3 separate regions of the Mus musculus genome follow, and regions 1 and 2 are each linked to region 3. The links are chromatin contacts, called in public HiChIP or PLAC-seq and promoter capture Hi-C maps. All regions are on one chromosome and are shown on one strand. The core of a region is the stretch at or near the end of the contact, and the rest is flanking DNA. Distances in the headings are between cores, read along the strand shown. Region 1 holds the start of C030034I22Rik (RIKEN cDNA C030034I22 gene). Region 2 holds the start of A930029G22Rik (a long non-coding RNA gene). Region 3 holds the start of A730049N16Rik (a long non-coding RNA gene).

Evidence for each region. Promoter capture Hi-C pulls out the DNA fragments that hold promoters and counts their contacts. HiChIP or PLAC-seq counts read pairs in DNA pulled down with a chosen protein or histone mark.
Region 1: an H3K27ac HiChIP or PLAC-seq map of embryonic stem cells shows a contact between it and region 3, with 9 read pairs. The contact joins the promoter of C030034I22Rik here to the promoter of A730049N16Rik in region 3. A contact is called at or near these places in 5 of 39 promoter capture datasets (the 3T3-L1 cell line, 3T3-L1-derived adipocytes, cranial neural crest and 2 more), 2 of 484 Hi-C or Micro-C datasets (embryonic stem cells and neutrophils) and 5 of 115 datasets of contacts at active chromatin or transcription factors (the 230-238 cell line, the SCID.adh cell line, embryonic stem cells and 1 more).
Region 2: a contact with region 3 is called in a promoter capture Hi-C map of the SN4741 cell line, with 2.7 times the contacts expected there. The contact joins the promoter of A930029G22Rik here to the promoter of A730049N16Rik in region 3. A contact is called at or near these places in 11 of 39 promoter capture datasets (the 3T3-L1 cell line, HPC-7-derived erythroid cells, the SN4741 cell line and 7 more), 2 of 484 Hi-C or Micro-C datasets (the N1E-115 cell line and pancreatic cancer cells), 3 of 115 datasets of contacts at active chromatin or transcription factors (embryonic stem cells and trophoblast stem cells) and 1 of 9 other capture datasets (pancreatic islet).

Annotation. Positions count from the first base shown.
Region 1 is chr17:69,415,032-69,417,731 of GRCm38.p6, forward strand. It overlaps C030034I22Rik (RIKEN cDNA C030034I22 gene), which reads left to right and starts at 1,416. Exons shown (of 1, transcript NR_026848.1): 1 at 1,416-2,700.
Region 2 is chr17:69,438,879-69,441,578 of GRCm38.p6, forward strand. A930029G22Rik (a long non-coding RNA gene) reads right to left here and starts at 1,362. Exons shown (of 2, transcript XR_003952217.1): 1 at 299-1,362. It overlaps Akain1 (A kinase (PRKA) anchor inhibitor 1), which reads left to right and starts at 448. Exons shown (of 2, transcript NM_001145192.1): 1 at 448-663. The coding sequence starts at 648.
Region 3 is chr17:69,474,663-69,477,362 of GRCm38.p6, forward strand. A730049N16Rik (a long non-coding RNA gene) reads right to left here and starts at 1,252. Exons shown (of 2, transcript XR_876920.3): 1 at 303-1,252. The region is part of intron 1 of Akain1 (A kinase (PRKA) anchor inhibitor 1); the gene reads left to right.

The sequences.
Region 1 (2,700 bases), core at 166-2,665, 59 kb before region 3:
TATAGACATTCTTGTTAAGCTTACTTCATCTCAGTCATTATGTGCACAGGAGGGTGCAAGGATGCCTAGCACACCTCAGTAGTTTTACATACTTTGACCAAAGAGTGTGGACGTCGTGAGAGAGACCCAGGTAGCACTGCAGTTAGGCAGATCTGGGACTGGCTGCTCATGTGTGCTTGGCAGTGGCACCTATCACCCCAGCTCCCATTCTGATACCTATTTGCAGTTCCCTGAACACGAACATTTTAATTCCTCTGGACCTTTTCAACTGCTATCCTTTTGCCTATAGACCAATAATTCCCCCCCCTCACTTTATTCCTGCTGATCCGTTGGATAAACTGTCCTAGGACGCTACCCTGACTCCAACAGCTGGAATAGGCACACCTTTACACTTCCAACACTCTCCCAACTGAAGCAAAATTGCACTGAAGAGTTTCTCCCTCTTCTAGTCATGAACTCCAGGCAGCATTGCCTTTCCCATAGCTCCTCCCCCTGGTGCCTCTCAGTCTGTGCCATACACTTGTCCAACTACAGTTGGACATCAAATAACAATGTGGGCTTTGCCATGCTCTGGAGACTTTTGTATTTTCTTTCCAAGACTCACTACTGATTTGGAAAGCATAAAGGGAGTGTTCAACTTTATAGACTATGAGGAGGGGCAGGTGATAGAATCCAAGTTCAGTAAGGCAAACATTTAAAGAGTCTTTGAGAAACCATGAGGGCAGGCTCAAAGAACTAGAGAGAAATCTAATGCTCTGATTTAATCTTATATTGTACAATAGATCTCTAAGTGTGGCCTCAACTATTGCTGGAAAAATACAAATACAAGTATCTTTCCAATCAGCCTGCTGAGAGAGGTTTCAGTTCTCTTTCTATTGAATAAGCATTATGCTTGGATGCTATATGTGTAACTGGACATCTGCTGAGGTGACTCGCCCAAAGGCTAAGTTGATGGAATCCATTATATACATACTCTCAATGGAACTAGTTTTTCAGTAAAAGAACTTGACACCACTAGCTACACGGAGGCCATCCTAAATGCACCAGGCAATTTCAGTACCCACAAATTTGCTCCCTATTCAAAGTAAAAAGCAAACATCCAATCTCTCTACTGGGGGTAGATTTAGCCTGGAGCCAAGTATTCACTGAGGTAGACAATGTTCCAGAAAGCTGGGAGACAGAAGTGATAGTTTCATGATAAAATTTTATTGAGATGGCTTCCAGGCCAAGGGGGAATCCATTCTTGGTTTGTAAAAGTGTTGAGAAACTGACTTAGCCCTCAGAAGAATGCACATGAATTGCAGAGAAACACAGGAAGTGGTGCAAAGATAAAGGCCTTCAACAAGAGCTGCAATTTTCTTGGAGTATACAAAGAATGAGTTTAAACAAACTTTTTTTTTTTAACTTTTTTTCCTCTTTTCTTTTTTTCTTAAAGATCTTTATAAGCAGAGAAAAACTGCCAGAAAACAGTGAAAGGAGCACAAAATCAGAATAGGGTTGGGGGGACTGCAAAAGCCAATGGTGGTGCTAGCAAGAAGCAATTAGTTTTAGTTTAAGGGAACAAGGCAAGTGGACACAGCTCAGATGGGGTGCTCCACTCATTAGCTCTTTTTTTTTTTTCCTTTTCTCATGAAACGTTATATTCACAATTTTCAGCAGGAAACACCCAACTCGCCCAAGCTGTGTTTCCTGTGTTTTCTAAACGGTATAATACGTTATTACAAAAGAAACAATCCAAACAGCCCTGTGGAGGGGTGAGAAGTAAAGAATAGTTTTATACTTAACCAGACACCAGATTATGAGGTCAAGTCATACAGCATCGTGAGAGATACAAGGAAAAACTGAAAGTGAACGCTTTCTGCCTGAACTTCTCGATCCAAAAAACAACCTTTGAGAAGAGGATGAACCAGAATGTGTAAAACTAAGTAATTCCGGGAGGAAACCCTAAGATGACCTGAGATATTCAGTCCAAGAGGGTGGGTGACACCATTTCAAAGCCAGTCTAAGAAAGGGTGGTTGAGATGCCTCTGGCAAACCCTTTCAACTTCTGAAGGTCCCAGCGCCAAGCGACAAGGGCCCTGGGCAGAGCCAAGGGAGAGCTTGACACAGACGGCCGCGGTCACAGGGCTGGAGAGTTAGGCCCCGGGTCGTGTGGTCTGGCGGATTCTATCCATTTCCGCCCAGGACGGTAAGAAACCCCAGAGACCGAGCCGTGGCGGAGCAGTTGGTCCCCGGTGCAGGAATTCGCTGTCCTCCCAGCACAGTGCACGGCTGGGAACCCGATCAGCCCGCGTGTCAGCTTGGGGCGGAGCCAAGCCTGGTCACCACCGGAAGTGCGTCACTAGAGCGGGCCGGGAGCGCAGGCCGAACCCGGAAGCAGGCCTGGCGTAGGCTGGAGCTTGGGGGAGGCGCCGGGTCTCTGAGATTTAGTGACCGAACTGCCCGCGCGGAGAGGACTGGCGGCGGAGAACTGCAGCAAGAGCAGGAAACCCACGGGACCGCGGACGTGCGCGAGGCTCGAGGCCGTGCTGCACCGAGGGGCTCGACTCGTGGCGCCGAGCGGTCACTTCCGGCCTGCGGGGGGTACTTTTTAAAGGGATAGCGGGTATTTCCGAAGCCACGGGGGCATCGCCACGCCGCGGTGTCGCCGCTGGGGCCGGGGCTTCTGTGGGTTCTAATGATTCTGCCGTACGTGCTTTG
Region 2 (2,700 bases), core at 112-2,611, 36 kb before region 3:
CTTGTCATGCATGCATTGCAAGGTCATCCTGTTTTTCTCTTTTAGCTCTCTTGCTGACATTGAGAGGCCTGGGGCAGCCAGAGAAGTCGTGAACAGCAAAGACGGGTTAACTTGGTGGTTCCTCCCTCTGTTCAGAGACAGCCACACTCCAAGAACTCAGCCTCTGGAGTAAAGTCTAGTGCGATGTGGGGAAAGGGACAAACTCATCTTAAATGTCAGCCCGGCATCCCTGGGGGTGAGTGACAGCAGGTAGTTAGAAGCAATTAGTTGTGCGCCTGCCGGGAAACCGGGCAATTACCTTTCTGTCTGGCTTCCCCTTCCGTCCTTCCTGCTTCGGTGGAAGCGGTAGAAGCGCCCTGCTCCTTCGGCGGTGAATCGCCAAGCTGGCGCGGGGACCGAGGAGGAGCTGAGCCGGGTTGCCTCTCCTCCTCCCGCCGGCGGAGCGGTGCATTGTGGAGGCAGCGCGCGCCCAGCGCTGAGCCGCGGCCCGGGACCGCGCGCAGGGAGCTGTCCGAGGTGCTGACCGTCCCGCCCGCACCCTGCGCGCCCGTCTGCTCCCGGCCCCGCGGTTCCCCGGTCCCCCGTCGGCTCCCGCCCTCTGTCTGTCCACCTCTAGAAACCCAAGGGTGTAGCGGCTGAAGGAAGTCATGGTGTTCGCTCCAGGTACTCTTTTATCTTCTTTTTCCGCAGACGTCCAGGCGGGGAGCGGGGCGGGAGGCGAACGCACCCGGAGGGAAGGCCTTTAAGACGACGGGGGTCCCTATGCGTGCTTTGGAGTTGCAGTGGCCCGGGGGGTGGAGACCGCCGGGTCGCCCCTCTCCCACACCCGCCTCATCTGCAACCCCAACCTTTCCGTCTCACAGTCCCGCCTGAATCCCGGCACCCGGAGTGAGCACCGACACCTTGGCAAGTGGCCCACTCGCCAGCATCGGACCTGCGCGGGTGTGCGGGCGGGGAGTGGGGAGAAGGATACAGGGCTTGGGGCTCCTTCTGTGGGAGTCTCTGTCGCCGCCTCTCCTCCCCTTCCTTAGAAGTGGCAAAGTGCCCTGCTTCCTTCCTCCGGGCCTCCAGAGGAGGTCGAAGGCAGGGGAGCGGGGCGAGGGGAAGAGGAGCGCTAGCCCTATGGATTTGGATCTGAAACTCTGTCGGGACTGCAGCAGGAGAGAGGCTACTGCGGCGCCGCGGGCGCTTGCAGCGTCTTCTGCTGGCAGGTGGCGAAGGACCTTCGTCCTTTTGCTGCGATTGGAGGCTACAAGTTGAAGAGTCAAATTTATCTGAGGTTGGCGGGTTTATCAGTCTCTCTCCTCTCTCTCTCTCTCTCTCCCTCTCCCCCCCCTCTCTCTCTCTCTTTCTCTCTCTCTCTCTCTCTCTCTCTCTCTGTGCACGCGCACGCGCGTTCAGGTGCTTCTGCTAGGGCCTCGACCTAGGTGTGTGTGTGTGTGTGTGTGTGTGTGTGTGTGTGTGTGTGGTGGGCTGAATGAAGCGTGGACCCGTTTATAGTTAACATTTCTACGTCCAAAGTTTCTCTCTCTCTCTCTCTCTCTCTGGTTTTTCTCTTTCATCTTTCTAACCTTCTTTTTCAGTTTGCCTGCCCTGACTCCCTCTCGCAGTTCCCCTTCTTGTTTTTGTTTGTTTTGGCTGTACTTCTTTTTAGGGGCAGTGTACAGCAGGTAGTAGGAAACACATAGCATCACTCTGTCAGCTTTGGGGGTCTTTAATTTGAGAAACAGGTTTGAAAATGTCCTGGGCAGGGGAACAGACATTGGAGAAGAAAAAGAAAGCATTTCTAAAAGGAAAGAATTGGGTCTGGTTTTTACATTTTTTCACTGAAAGAAGAGGAAGCTCTCCACCTGTCAATGACCAGTGACAGTCCCTGAGTCCCCGAGAGGTTAGCTAAGGAGACAGGATCCACAAGTGCACATGTGCCTTAGAGCAGTGGTTCTCAACCTGTGGGTCTCGATCCCTTGGGTTGAACGACACTTTCACAGAGGTTGCATATCAGATGGTATTTACATTACTATTCACAACAGCAGTAAAAATAAAGTTATAAAGTAGCAACAAAAATAATTTTATGGTTGGGAGTCACCACATAAGGAACGGCAACAAAGGGTTACAGCATTAGGAAGGTTGGAAACCCTTGCCTTAGACTAGGAATGTCGCTCTCCTTCCAAAACAGATAACTTAAGGGAAATGAGGTGGAGGTCCAGTCTGTGTCGGTCAGTCAGCGCAAGGTCAGAGAGTCAGAAAGCAGCAGGTCTCAGTCAGAACAGCTCTTGTCTCCCTCTGACTCAGTCGCCCTGTGGTGTGAGCAATGTTACCGCTTCCTGGGGGGCGGAGCTGAGGTTCTTTGGAGTTAGACTCCGCCTCTTTAAGTCCTCAGAGCCATTCCTCTGAGGAGACACACCCCAGCTACAGAGGTGCGAGGTGGAGCAGTGTCTAGTGCTATGTTGTGGGATGTTGTTATCTATTCAATTTTCCTACGAATGAAGGGGTGGAGGCAGTGTAATGAACTTAGACTCCTTCTGGAGGGGCAGGCGGTCTGGATTTAAGCAGCTCAGAATTTCAACAGATGTTGTTGCCATCTAACCTTCAAGTTTGTGTAGTTCCTGTTTATCGCAGTGGAGGAAAATAGTGATGATTCACATCTGCCAAAAATAAAAAATAAAAAAATAAAAAAATTAAAATTTCAGAAATTGACCT
Region 3 (2,700 bases), core at 2-2,501:
CTTCCAAGTACTGTGTATCTAACTTTCTAATATATAAGCCCAAGGAGGGGGGGGAGTATTTCATTCAAACCAGCACGCCATGTTTGTGTTATGAATTTCCATAGCTGGAATACAGCTTCTCCTGAATATTTTCATGCATGAGTTTTCACTATCTAAATTCATCTAAGCGTGACTGAATCCATATCCTGTTTCATTAGCATATAAGGAGAACACATGAGATATTTTGACATTATAAAAGGATTGTCTCCAAGTGTTCGGAACCTACTTGTTCAAAGAAATGGCATACATCTTCCTCTACTTACCCTTCTGGCTACTTTTCCTTCGGAGACCATGAGTGACCTGTGAGAGCTGATTGGTTAAACTGATCTAGAACCATACTTTGCGATGGCTAGTCATTTCCGGGTCTTTGACTCTTCCCGTAGCAGAAGATGTTGTCTGTATGAGAGGGTGCTTTTAAAGAGTTCGTTTAAAATCTTTCATACTATTTATACTTACACTGATTTCTCCCACTGTCCCGGTGGGTGAGAAGAGCCAGTAACTGGTTAATATTGCCTAGGAGATCAAAATATTTTGTTAAGTATTTAGATCTTCAGCATTGTGCTCAAGTAATTAAAATCTTTGAGCAGGAAGTCTCTGGTTTGCTTCCGAACTCCAAGCAGGACCTGTAAGTCCATTTTTTAAGTAAATGGGCTAGCAAGCACGGTCCTTGGAGCAGTTTAAGTGGGTTTGGTAAATCAGAAACAGGGGTCAGGACTCTCAGCTCAGCCCTGGGCTTGGGGTTGGGGTGGAGTGGGGTCTTCGTGGCTTCGGCAACTCCAGCTGCAGCCGGCAGGGGGCGGCAGAGGCTGCGTGAGCGGAGGTGGGGCGGCGCTGTCTGGCTGCACAGTCCACCCAGGTTTCTATTCCAGTTATGTCCGGTTGCCCCGGAGCGAGGCCACTCCGTGTCTGGCTTTTTTGCCCACCCGAACCTCGCTCCACCGTCCATCCTCCGGGCCGGGTACCATGCTCTTCAGTGTGTGCTTAAGGCTCTGCAGGGACGGTTGCCGGGAGCCATCTGCCTTCAACTGCCCCAATCCTGCAGATTCAGACAAGGGGCAGGAAGTTTTATCTCGCCCAAAGCATTGCAAGCTGAGCTGCTGGACAGATAGAAAGCCACATCCCCGTGGCTCGCCGGGAAAGTAGAAGTTGGAAGGAATGGTGTGAAAGGGAGAAACCCAGATTTCTGCTAAACTCCGTTAGAAGCCTTGTACTCAGGAGTTTTGGGAGCTCTCTGGACTCATAACCCACTTTTGGTTGAGTTTCTCGATCTCCGCATGCTCAGAAAATGCAACATTTAAACACCTCTGGCATAACACTTTCATGAACACTTGCCCTGCTCCAGCTCCTTTCAGTGCAAAATTTGTTCTCTCTCTTAAGTCTTCCCTTCAAACCGCCACCCAAACTCCGTGATTCCTTCTCAGAACATTTCCTCCCTTTATAACAGTTGCTTTTTGTGTCCTTTTCTTCTAAGATTTCATTCGTGTTTGGACAGGGAAGACGGTTCAGTGGATAAAGTACTTGCCCCCTACACTTAAAGACTGGAGTTCCGATACTCAGGACCTACCTAAAAGCCACATATGTGACAGGAGCACCTCCTGGGAGATGGGACCAGAGACGAGAGGATTCCCAGAAGGGGAGTGGGATGGTTTGTCAGGGGGAATGTAGGGGTGGACAAGATACTTCCTCAGTATAGAAGGGAAGGACAGACCCCTCTCTGACCTCCACCCTCACCAGAGTCCACTCAAGTGAGTGCTTGCACAATGCTCTGCCATCAGACACCCAACACATTTAGAAATAACAAAAATAAAGAACTTATTGTTTTTTTTTTAGAGAAATTTTAGGTGCACAACAAAATCAGAAGCACACAGATATCTTATGTGCCCTCTGCCCTTGCACATGTACAAACTCCCATAGTTACAACACTCCAGACAATGGCTCATGAATCGGTACACATAGAAAGGCATTTCCCTCGTATCATGAGCCGCTTTGGGTTTGGGTAAATGAACTATGAGAAATAATACATTCCTATTATTTCTATAGGAGCAGTTTCACTTTCTGAAACATCGTCTGTGCTCCAAGTTTATAATGAACATAGATATAAAATTGACCTAGAAAAGATTATGTGGAGTGTGAGTTGGTCAATAGTCTGTGTGGCTCTGACCCGTTGACCCATCTCCCCTACCTGGGGCATCAAGTCTCTATAGGATTAGGTGTACCCTCTCCCACTGAGGTTGGAAAAGGCAGCCTTCTGCTACATATGTGCTGGGGGCCTCAGACCAGCCTATGCATGCTCTTTGGTTGATGGCTTAGTCTCTGGGAGCTCTCAGGGGTCTGTGTTAGTGAGTCTGTTGTTCTTCCTGTGGGGTTGCCATCCCTTCAGTTCCTTCAGTCCTTCCCCTAACTCTTCCATAGGGGTCATTGACCTCATTCCAATGGTTGGCTGTAAGGATCTGCAGCTGTCTCAATCAGCTGCTGGTAGAGCCTCTCTGAGGACAGCCATAGCAGACTCCTGTCTGTGAGCACAGCATAGCATCAGTAATAGTGTCAGGGTTTGGTGCCTGTCCATGGGACAGATCCCAAGTTGAGCCTGTCACTGGTTGGTTTTTCCTTCAGACTCTGTTCCATTTTGTCCCTGCATTTCTTTTAGTATGATTTTCAAGA